2 separate regions of the Mus musculus genome follow, and region 1 is linked to region 2. Evidence: chromatin contacts called from public Hi-C data. All regions are on one chromosome and are shown on one strand. The core of a region is the stretch at or near the end of the contact, and the rest is flanking DNA. Distances in the headings are between cores, read along the strand shown.

Region 1 (4,379 bases), core at 989-3,488, 310 kb before region 2:
AGGGATGTTCCTTACTGGCTTGCTTCCCCTGGCTTGCTCGGCCTGCTCTCTTATAGAACCCAAGACTACCAGCCCAGAGATGGTCCCACCCACAAGGGGCCTTTCCCCCTTGATCACTAATTGAGAAAATGCCTTCCAGTTGGATCTCATGGAGGCATTTCCTCAACTGAAGCTCCTTTCTCTGTGATAACTCCAGCTGTGTCAAGTTGACACAAAACTAGCCAGTACAATTGACCCCTTGTCAACTTGACCCACAAATACATCACTAGTAAGCCTCAACCCTTAGTTCTTATTCATCCCCAAGATCTAAAATAACTTTAAAAGTCCCACAGTCTTTACATATTAAAAGTTCAATCCTTTTAAAATATTCACTATCTTTTAAAATTCAAAGTACTTTAAAATTCAAAGTCTCTTAACTGTGGGCTTCACTAAAAAACTTCCTTCAAGAGGGTAAAATATCAGGGCACAGTCACAATCAAAAGCAAAAATCAATCTCCAACCGTCCAATGTCTGGGATCCAACTCACGGTCTTCTGGGCTCCTCCAAGGGCTTGGGTCACTTCTCCAGCCATGCCCTTTGTAGCACACATGTTGTCTTCTAGGCTCCAGCTGCCTGTACTCCACTGCTGCAGCTGTTCTTGGTAGTCATCTCATGGTACTGGCATCTCCAAAATGCTGCTGTCTTCCAATGTAACTTGGCTTCAACAATAGCCTCTCATAGGCTCTCTTCATGGTGCTAAGCCTCAACTCCTTTGCATGACCCCTTCAGTCCTGGGCCATCAATTGCAACTGAGGCTGCACCTTCACCAATGGCCTTCCATGGCCTCTCACAGTGCTGAGCTTCAGCTGCTCTGCGTGACCCCTTCATGCCTTCAAAACCAGTACCACCTGGGTAACTCTTACACATTACCAAGTCCAGCCACAGCACAAGGTACAACCTTGGCTATCTCTGGAACACAGCCTCTGTGCTCTCACAAAACACTTCCCAGAAGATGTCACCTCAATGATGCTGGTCTCTTCTTAATCACCGCTAATTTCTTAGCTCCAGCTAACCAGCATCAATAGTCCCAGTAATGCAAAGGTTTTGCTTTAGTAGTTCTGGTATCTTGTTAATCACAGCTGATTCTTCAGCCCCAGCTAACCAAAACCACAGAATCTTCACAATCAAACTAGCAATGGCCCTGAAAAAAGTCTTTAATCTTCCCTCTGAAATTTCACAAGCCAGGCCTCCTTCTTCTGCACTGTTCTCAACATTATCTTCCAAGCTCCTACACAACATTCGACAGAGCTCTTAACACCAAATGGATCTTCTGGCCCAAAGTTCCAAAGTCCTTCTACAGACATCCCCAAAACATGGTCAGGTTGTCACAGGAATACCCCACTATGCTTGTACCAATTTGTATTAGTCAGGGTTTCTATTCCTATACAAACATCACGACCAAGAAGCAAGTTGGGGAGGAAAGGGTTTATTCAGCTTACACTTCCATACTGCTGTTCATCACCAAGGAAGTCAGGACTGGAACTCAAGCAGGTCAGAACGCAGGAGCTGGTGCAGAGGCTATGGAGGGATGTTCTTTACTGGCTTGCTTCCCCTGGCTTGCTCAGCCTGCTCTCTTATAGAACCCAAGACTACCAGCCCAGAGATGGTCCCCCCAACAAGGGGCCCTCCCCCCTTGATCACTAATTGAGAAAATGCCCCACAGCTAGATCTCATGGAGGCATTTCCTCAACTGAAGCTCCTTTTTCTATGATAACTCCAGCTGTGTCAAGTTGACACAAAACTAGCCAGTACAACTAGTAAGACATAGACTAAAATTGAGCCTGTCTGGGTGATCACTTGTCTGTTCTGTTCCCTCTCTCAGTCTCCCACCTGTCCTTGGTAAATGTGACAGATAGGAGCGCTGGGGAGATGGCTCAGTCAGTCAGGATCCTGCAATCATGAGGACCTGAGTTTAGATCCGAAGAACCCATGTAAAAAGCCAGGCATGGTGGCACACTCTTGTAATCCCAGAAATGTTGAAGTGGAGACAGGCAGCCTGGGGCTCCGTGACCAATCAGCCTTGCTTAGGCTGTGAGCCCAGGGCTGGGTGGAGTCTTGTAGATCATGAGAACTAAGTGAGGCCTGAGCCAGGCTGACACACACTTATAACACTAGCATCTGCAAGGCTGAGGTAGGCAGACCAAGAGTTCTAGGCTAGCCTGGGCTACACATCATAACCATGTTAGGTCAGGGCTAAGAAACTGCATTTCCTTAACTAGATAAACCTGTGGTGAGCTACTTGCCCCACCCCACTTACAACTTGCAGTTGTAAAGGTGCAGCTGGGAGGAGGGGGAGGGGCTGACTGACTGGCTGGGGGAGGGGCTGACTGGCTGGGGGAGGGGCTGACTGGCCTGCTATGTAGCATGTGGCATGCCTGGTGGGTTTCCTGGCTTTGCCACATTCCCTTCCCACTGGTCCCAAATAAGATTATGAACTACCAAACAGATCAACTGCACCAGGGGCCATTGAACCCTTCCCACACAAGGGTCCCCAAGATGTGTTTTTCCAGTACTGTCATTTCCCTTTATTTTGAGTGAAAATCTCAGTTCATAAAGTTCTGGGATCCTACTTTTTAATACAATGTTTCTAACTTAATGTCAGAAGGAACCTGTGTCCCTCATCCTAAGAGAAGTGAGCAGATACCTTGTTCTATGCACCTCAGCCTGCCAAGTTTATATAAACCAACCTATCAATACTGACTTAAGGGCATGGGGCATTGTCACTGTCCCCAGCATGTGTGTGTGTGTGTGTGTGTGTGTGTGTGTGTACGCACATGTGTGTGAGTGCACCTATGCATGTGCATGCATGTGTGCACGAGTGTGCATGTACATGTGTGTTGCGTTTGCACAAAAAAAATTTCACGAGGTTTCATTTTTCATCGGTTACCAGTGGCTGTAGATCATGCAGAGAAGTTTCTGGATGCTTCATTCAGTAAAAGGTAGTCACCTTCCAAGTCACACGTATCTATCCAGACTTCCTATGCCCTGGGTTATTTACTGACCATGTACCCAGAAGTGCAGAATCGTCTTCACACGGTGGTCCCAGCTGGTTTCTGTAGAGTTTCCCAGGATGCCCCCACACCTCTGTGAGGGATTTGTTCCTCTTTGAGAGCCAGATGCAGTCTCTTTTTGGTAGCAGAGATGGCCACTGGTGTTTCTGACTACGGATGTACCTACCATACCCCAAGGGAGAGGGAATAGTGTATCCTCTGCCAATCACAATTTAGACAGAGGAGAGTCCTTGCTCGGAAGCAGGATGGAAAGAACTGCCTAGTGATCAAGGATTCAATGTCCCTGAAATTCGACTTTGATGCCTCATTTGTTTAATTCAATTTATTTCCACCCCCCCCCCCCAGAGTTGTTTTTGCAAAGTCCTGTCATTCTGAGAGCAGTCACTAGAGGGCGCCCTGGGACACCTTTTGGAGCTGCCCCCTAGAGGCGGAGCTGGGAAAGGAAGTGCAAAACGGACAAGAATCAGTCTTGGAGCTGATTGGTAGATGAGTTACCAGAGCTTTCTGCCGAAAAGGAAAAGCATGAAGAGAGAGCCTAAGGACAAAGCATCAGTCACACAGAAGGGGCTCAGTTGCTGTACAGTGTGCAGCCGCTGCCCCCTGTGGATAACAGCCATTTGAAATGTGGCTAAGGCCAAACCAAGATGAACGTCTACGAAACACAAACCATGTCTGGAAGGCTTGCGAAGAGAACACATAATGTAAAGTAATTTGATTCTTGGATATTAATTACACATTAAAATCCTATTGAATAAAGCACTTTTTTCTCATTTTGTTTTAGACAGGATCTTGCGGAAGAGCCTGAGCTGAAATCTATCGTGTCACACAAGCTTGCCCCCAGAGTTGCAATCCTCAGCTGGAATTACAGACCTGAGCCACCATGCCTGGCTCATTGTATTTCATTTTTAAGCAGCTTAGCATTGCACGCATTTGTAGATTACAGCGTCGGGTGGTGACCCTAAAAAGAAAGAGAGCCTCGTGAAGGAGCAAAGTTCCTGGAAGAGATCTTGAACAATTTCCAGCCCCTAGCCTCCCAGTGTTGTTACGTGGGGTCAGAATACCAGCATAGGACCTTGCCAAGGATTAGGAGCTGGTGATGGTGACAGTGGTAAGGTGGCCCAGGCTCTGACAGCTGTGCGCCACATTGCACTGAGTACTGCTCAAGCTGAGCCACAGCCCCTGGATGCTCTTGTCACTCAAATAAGTTCCAACTTTACATACCTATAGCCCCCTCTCCCCATGAATAAACCTCATGCCTGGTGAACCTGCCCCAAACTGCAGCACTAAAACCTTCTGCATGTCAGATCAAACTCAACACCCAGCCTTGAT
Region 2 (4,760 bases), core at 2,195-4,694:
TCTTTCTTTCACTCTTTCTCATAAAAACAAACAACAGAAAAAGAGTTCTCTGCATTCTTTGAGATTAACTAAAGACATCAATAAAAGAGAACAAAAGTAAACCAACAAGGATGAGAAGGTGAGGGACGGTCAGTGCAGTCCGTAGACAAGGCCATGGAGTTGCGTCCCAACAATGCCCAACACAGCACACAATCATGGGAAGCTTTCAAGTCAGCTCAGAGACCTCCTCTCCAGATATTCTAACAACAAGCTTAGCTCTAGTCTTATAGGGAGGCAGCTGGGTTTTGGATCTGCATCCATCAATCTTTATCGATTAGATATCTCCCATAGGTGTTTCATAGACTATGACCTCCTTGTGGGAGCAGAAAAGAAACAATAAAAACGAGATGAACATTTTTATATGGGAAGCAAGGCCAATTTTGGATCAGAAGTGCGGTCACCAGAACTGAGCCACAGAGTTGGATCATGGGATTATGTCAAAGCATGTGGACAAGAATTAAAGCCACTGGGTCAGGACTGCACCAATAATAAAGTTTACGTCCTGATTACAATTGTTTCCAGAGACCCTCAAGGCTGACAAGGATGGAGAGTGTGGTTTCTCAAAGCCAACACTTAGAGTACCTAAGGCAGCCTCAGTACACAGACACCCTCCTCCCCCTCGGAACCACGAGCAGCCAGCGAACTTCCAAGGCAAATGGAATGCTGAAGAAAGGCAGTGTTTAGCCTGCAAAAGGGAAAATTTAGCAGAGGAGCAGCAGCCAGAGAACGCAGATATTAAATGCCACATGAAAGAAAGACAATCTAGATGTATTGTGTATGTCTAGTCGAATAGAATTGAGCCCAGGGGGTGGAATTCCCAGAGAGCAGTTTTTAATCTCCAGATAAGGCAAAGCATTAGAACGGCATGCCTCTGTGGACTCTGCAAGCTCTTGGTTATTCCCCAAGCGTTCACTGATCAGGGCCCAGCGTGAGGCTCCACAGGGGTATCTGTTCTTTGTAGTCAGCATCCCTGTACCCTCCCAGGGTCCCGATTTGAGTAACAAATAATATAGTTGTCCTGTTCAATGAGCATCTGATACATGCCAGGAATGAGTCTAAACACTGAAAAACAAACAAACAAACAAAAACAAAAAACAAAACAAAACCACAGCCCCCATGAAGCCCAGTGGTGCATGCTTCAATCTCAGTACTTGGGAGGCTGGAGAAGGGTGCATACAAGTTTGAGACTGGGCCAGACTACATGGTAAACTCAAGGCCATTTTGACCACATAGCAAAACCCTGTCTCAAAAATAAACAATAACAAAGTCCATATTTTTAACTTTAACTCCTAGGTAGAAAGGGGGAGAAAGAGCAAATTAGAATAAAATTTTCTAAGGGCACTGTAAGCAATGGTGTTGAGGATAGAGATAGTATTTTAATATCGGGCACAGAAAGAAGATAAGAGGTCATTCAATGTTGTTGTTGTTGTTGTTTTTCTCATTTAATAAATATTTGTTGACTATGTGTTATGTGCCAAGCACTGTAAAGGCCCCACAGCTAGGCAATGTGAAATCTCTCCTTCCTCGTGAATATAACGTGGATACAAAAGACCACCCACAAACAGCACAGGCTATTACCATTGCTCCTGGCTGCCTGTCAGAACATGAAGGTAACACTCTACGGCTGAAGATGCCCCACATTTCCATCACAAGGCTTATCCAGCACAGTTTGAAAGAGAACTGTCCTGCCCAGAATCACGCCTCGTACCTGGCAGTACCTGGTACTGTCTGCCTAGGGCACATCTCCAGGCTGTGTGGCAACTCTCCCCAGTCAGCTGAAAATCGCTGGCTCTTGGCTCCACATACCCTTCCCACTTAAAGCTCCTTTAATACCCAGAATAAGTTCAAAAGTGCCCAGTGTCTGCCTTTCTTGCTTGGGGCTTTCTCCGCTGGCCTCATAGCAGACTGTGGAATTCTAAGCATGCGTCTGCGGCTCAGAGAGGCTGCCAGTGTGTCAGGCCATAGGTTTTATTGGGGTCCATATCCCAGGAGAGAAACTCGATCTGTGACATCTGTCAGAGAGAGAGAGAAAAAAAAAAAAGGAAAGGTAGAAGGTTCCATTACTCCTGACATGGTTTGTACTGGCTTCTTCGTAGACTTCTGGCTTTACGGATGCTCTGAAATAGGCAATAAGCCTGCTTCATGACTTGAGCCATACTAAACTAGTAGAAAAATCACCGCAAGTTCCAGTTAACTCTTTGAAAGTAAAGCTCACTCTTTGGGCTACACGAGCGCCTTGTGAAGGACCGAGGAGTAGACATGTATCCAGGCAGAAGGAACGCTTCATGTCAACTTTCCTTCCTCCTTCTCTACCAATCCGAGAAATCTCTATGCAGGACCAACTCCAAACACCAACTTCTCTTCGTTCCAGAAAGTAAAAATGTGGCTCCCAAGATGTCAAAGGGTATCAATCAATTTATACCAAGAGGGCAGATTGAACTGTCCCCAAGATTTATTCTTTCTACATCTAAAAACCTCAACCACCTAGGACCTACCAACCACCAATGCATCTCCATGTTTTGTGACTAGTTTTGTTGCTAGAGATGCATTGCCTGAGCTCTTTTGGTCTATCACTGGACAGAGATAAAGTAGCAGCCTGCCCAGACCTCCCCTTTAAGATGTTCCACAGCACCACAGGGCTTGGGATCTTACAGAACTCAAGGCTCACACCCTCTTCTTTCTCAGATACCCAGATTTGCCTCCCTAAATACCGGTTGTCATGGTACCAGAGAAGATTCCAGTGACGTCCAGGCCTAGACTATAGCCTAGAATGTTCTTGGAGTCATCACTTGGGCTGACTGCAGAACACACTGTTTGGGGATTCTCCAATGCATCCCTTTGGCTGAATGGCCCATATGAGATCCTTGAACTTCAGAGCCCTCACGTCCTCTATCAGGGTTGTGGAGAACGGCAGCAACACCAGGGACTAAACAAGATTTCCTGTGTAAGTCCCTACCTCATTCCTCATGCCACACCACCCCTAGATGGTGACAGAAGAATCATGGCCTGGGGGTGATGGTGTGGAGTGGCAATTATTCCATCTCCCAGAATTCTTTGTGCCAGGAATCCTGGTCTCACAGTATCCAGCAAGCACCAGTCATCACCACAGCAAGGCCAAAATCCCAAGCATCAGAACTTTGCCTAACGTTACTCAGCCAAATGAGTGGCTAATGCTAGACTCCGGGGTCTCTAGAGAAATAGAACTGATTGTGTGTTGTGTGTGTGTATCGGTGTGTGTATGTATATGTGCATATATATATATCTGTGTGTGTGTGTGTGTGTGTGTGTGTGTGTGTGTGTGTGTGTGTGGTGGGGGTTTATCAGATTGTCTTACATAATATGGCCCTGGCAGTCCAACAGTGGTGATTCACGATGACTAAGCTGAGACTCTGGTAACTGCTCACATCAGGAGGCTGCATGTCTCAGCAGCAGTGTCTCTGGCACTGAAGGTCTTGAGGATTCCTGGAAAGCTGTTGGTCATCAGTCTGCATTGGAAACCCGAAGAAAGTGGTTTTATTCTCAACAAAGGAACGATGTAGCCACAGGACCAGCAGACTTGTCAGCAAGAGTGAAGGCAAACAGAAAGCAGTGTCCATCTTCTATGTCCTTTATCTGGTCTGGCACCAGAAGTTACCATCCCCATTTAGGATAAGTCTTCCCACTTCAAATAATGTGATCAAGAAAATTCCTCACAGAAATGCCCAGTGGCTTGTAATTTAGTTGATTCCAGATCCAACCAAGTTGACAACCGAGATTAGCCATCACAGCCACCAAAGTAGCTCCTGAGTTCTTTTGGCCAATTAAGTTATCCGCTTCCATCACAGAGAGCCGCAATCTATACAGCAACTGATTACAGAATTGTTCTGATTTAAGGAAATCTGGTGGGGCTATTTACCACTTACTTCTCTCTCACTGGGTCACCTGTAGCAATTACATCAATTCTCAAAGACGTTTGAATACCCCACCCCCAGACCTGATGCCTCTGCAGAAAGGAGAGCTATGCTGCCACCGTAGAGAAGGCTTTGGCTGCTGTAGCCCACCCCATGGATGGGCACTGCCTGTGATCAGTCTCCTCAAGCGCTCTCAGGAATCTTCAGAGCCAGAAGAGTCCGGCCACACCGGTTTATACCATCTTTTCCATAGAAAGACAACTTTTCCTTTCTCTACTTTCTCGGTGGACAATTACAGGGCCTCCAGCTGTCCCCATCAGTTAAATCACCGGGACTTCCTTTCTGGTCATACTTTTTTTTTCCTGAAGCAACACTTTAGCAGCAGATTAGTCCCTGATGAAGCAGTGCTTTTTATCACCAAGCAATATTTGTCATCCTGAGGGCCTCATAGTTCAGTTTCCATCCAGTAGGTCACGTGTGAGGCTCTCCCTCAGTCAATTGTCGCACTGTGACCTGCATTTTTAACCACACAAAGTGGCTCTAAACAAACAAGTAGACGCTAGAGATTATTAAACATTCCAACGTTCTTTATCATTGAATCTGTCTGTTTATTATCATCAGTATCTTTCCCTTCCTTGGCCCTCTTTCCCCCCACCCCCACCCCCCCCCCCGCCCAGATCCAGTTTTTCAAATGATTTCAGATCCTGAATAAATAGCATGTGCTCAACAAATATTTGATAACTTGATTTGCATCACTGGACATACAAGAATATTCTGAAATGGAGGAGAGATGCCAATCACAGGATTTTAGAGCCAGCAGGGATCTGGGAA

Evidence for each region. A called contact is a pair of places that touch in the nucleus more often than the background predicts.
Region 1: a Hi-C map of muscle stem cells shows a contact between it and region 2, with 2.2 times the contacts expected there. The contact joins two enhancer-like sites. A contact is called at or near these places in 1 of 15 datasets of contacts at CTCF or cohesin (large pre-B cells), 9 of 484 Hi-C or Micro-C datasets (the C2C12 cell line, the G1E-ER4 cell line, the HL-1 cell line and 4 more), 2 of 115 datasets of contacts at active chromatin or transcription factors (fibro-adipogenic progenitors and large pre-B cells) and 1 of 9 other capture datasets (embryonic stem cells).

The regions. Positions count from the first base shown.
Region 1 is chr3:52,843,325-52,847,703 of GRCm38.p6, reverse strand. No RefSeq gene overlaps it. Among named protein-coding and RNA genes, the nearest start is that of Gm30292, 48 kb to the right of the region's middle. Within about 2 kb of position 2,238, at least 50 of the 459 cell types and tissues checked have an H3K27ac peak or open chromatin away from gene starts, as enhancers often do. A contact at or near this core is called in muscle stem cells, where this site is marked.
Region 2 is chr3:52,537,210-52,541,969 of GRCm38.p6, reverse strand. The region is part of intron 1 of Gm30173 (predicted gene, 30173); the gene reads right to left. Among named protein-coding and RNA genes, the nearest start is that of Gm30173, 23 kb to the right of the region's middle. Within about 2 kb of position 3,444, at least 33 of the 459 cell types and tissues checked have an H3K27ac peak or open chromatin away from gene starts, as enhancers often do. A contact at or near this core is called in muscle stem cells, where this site is marked.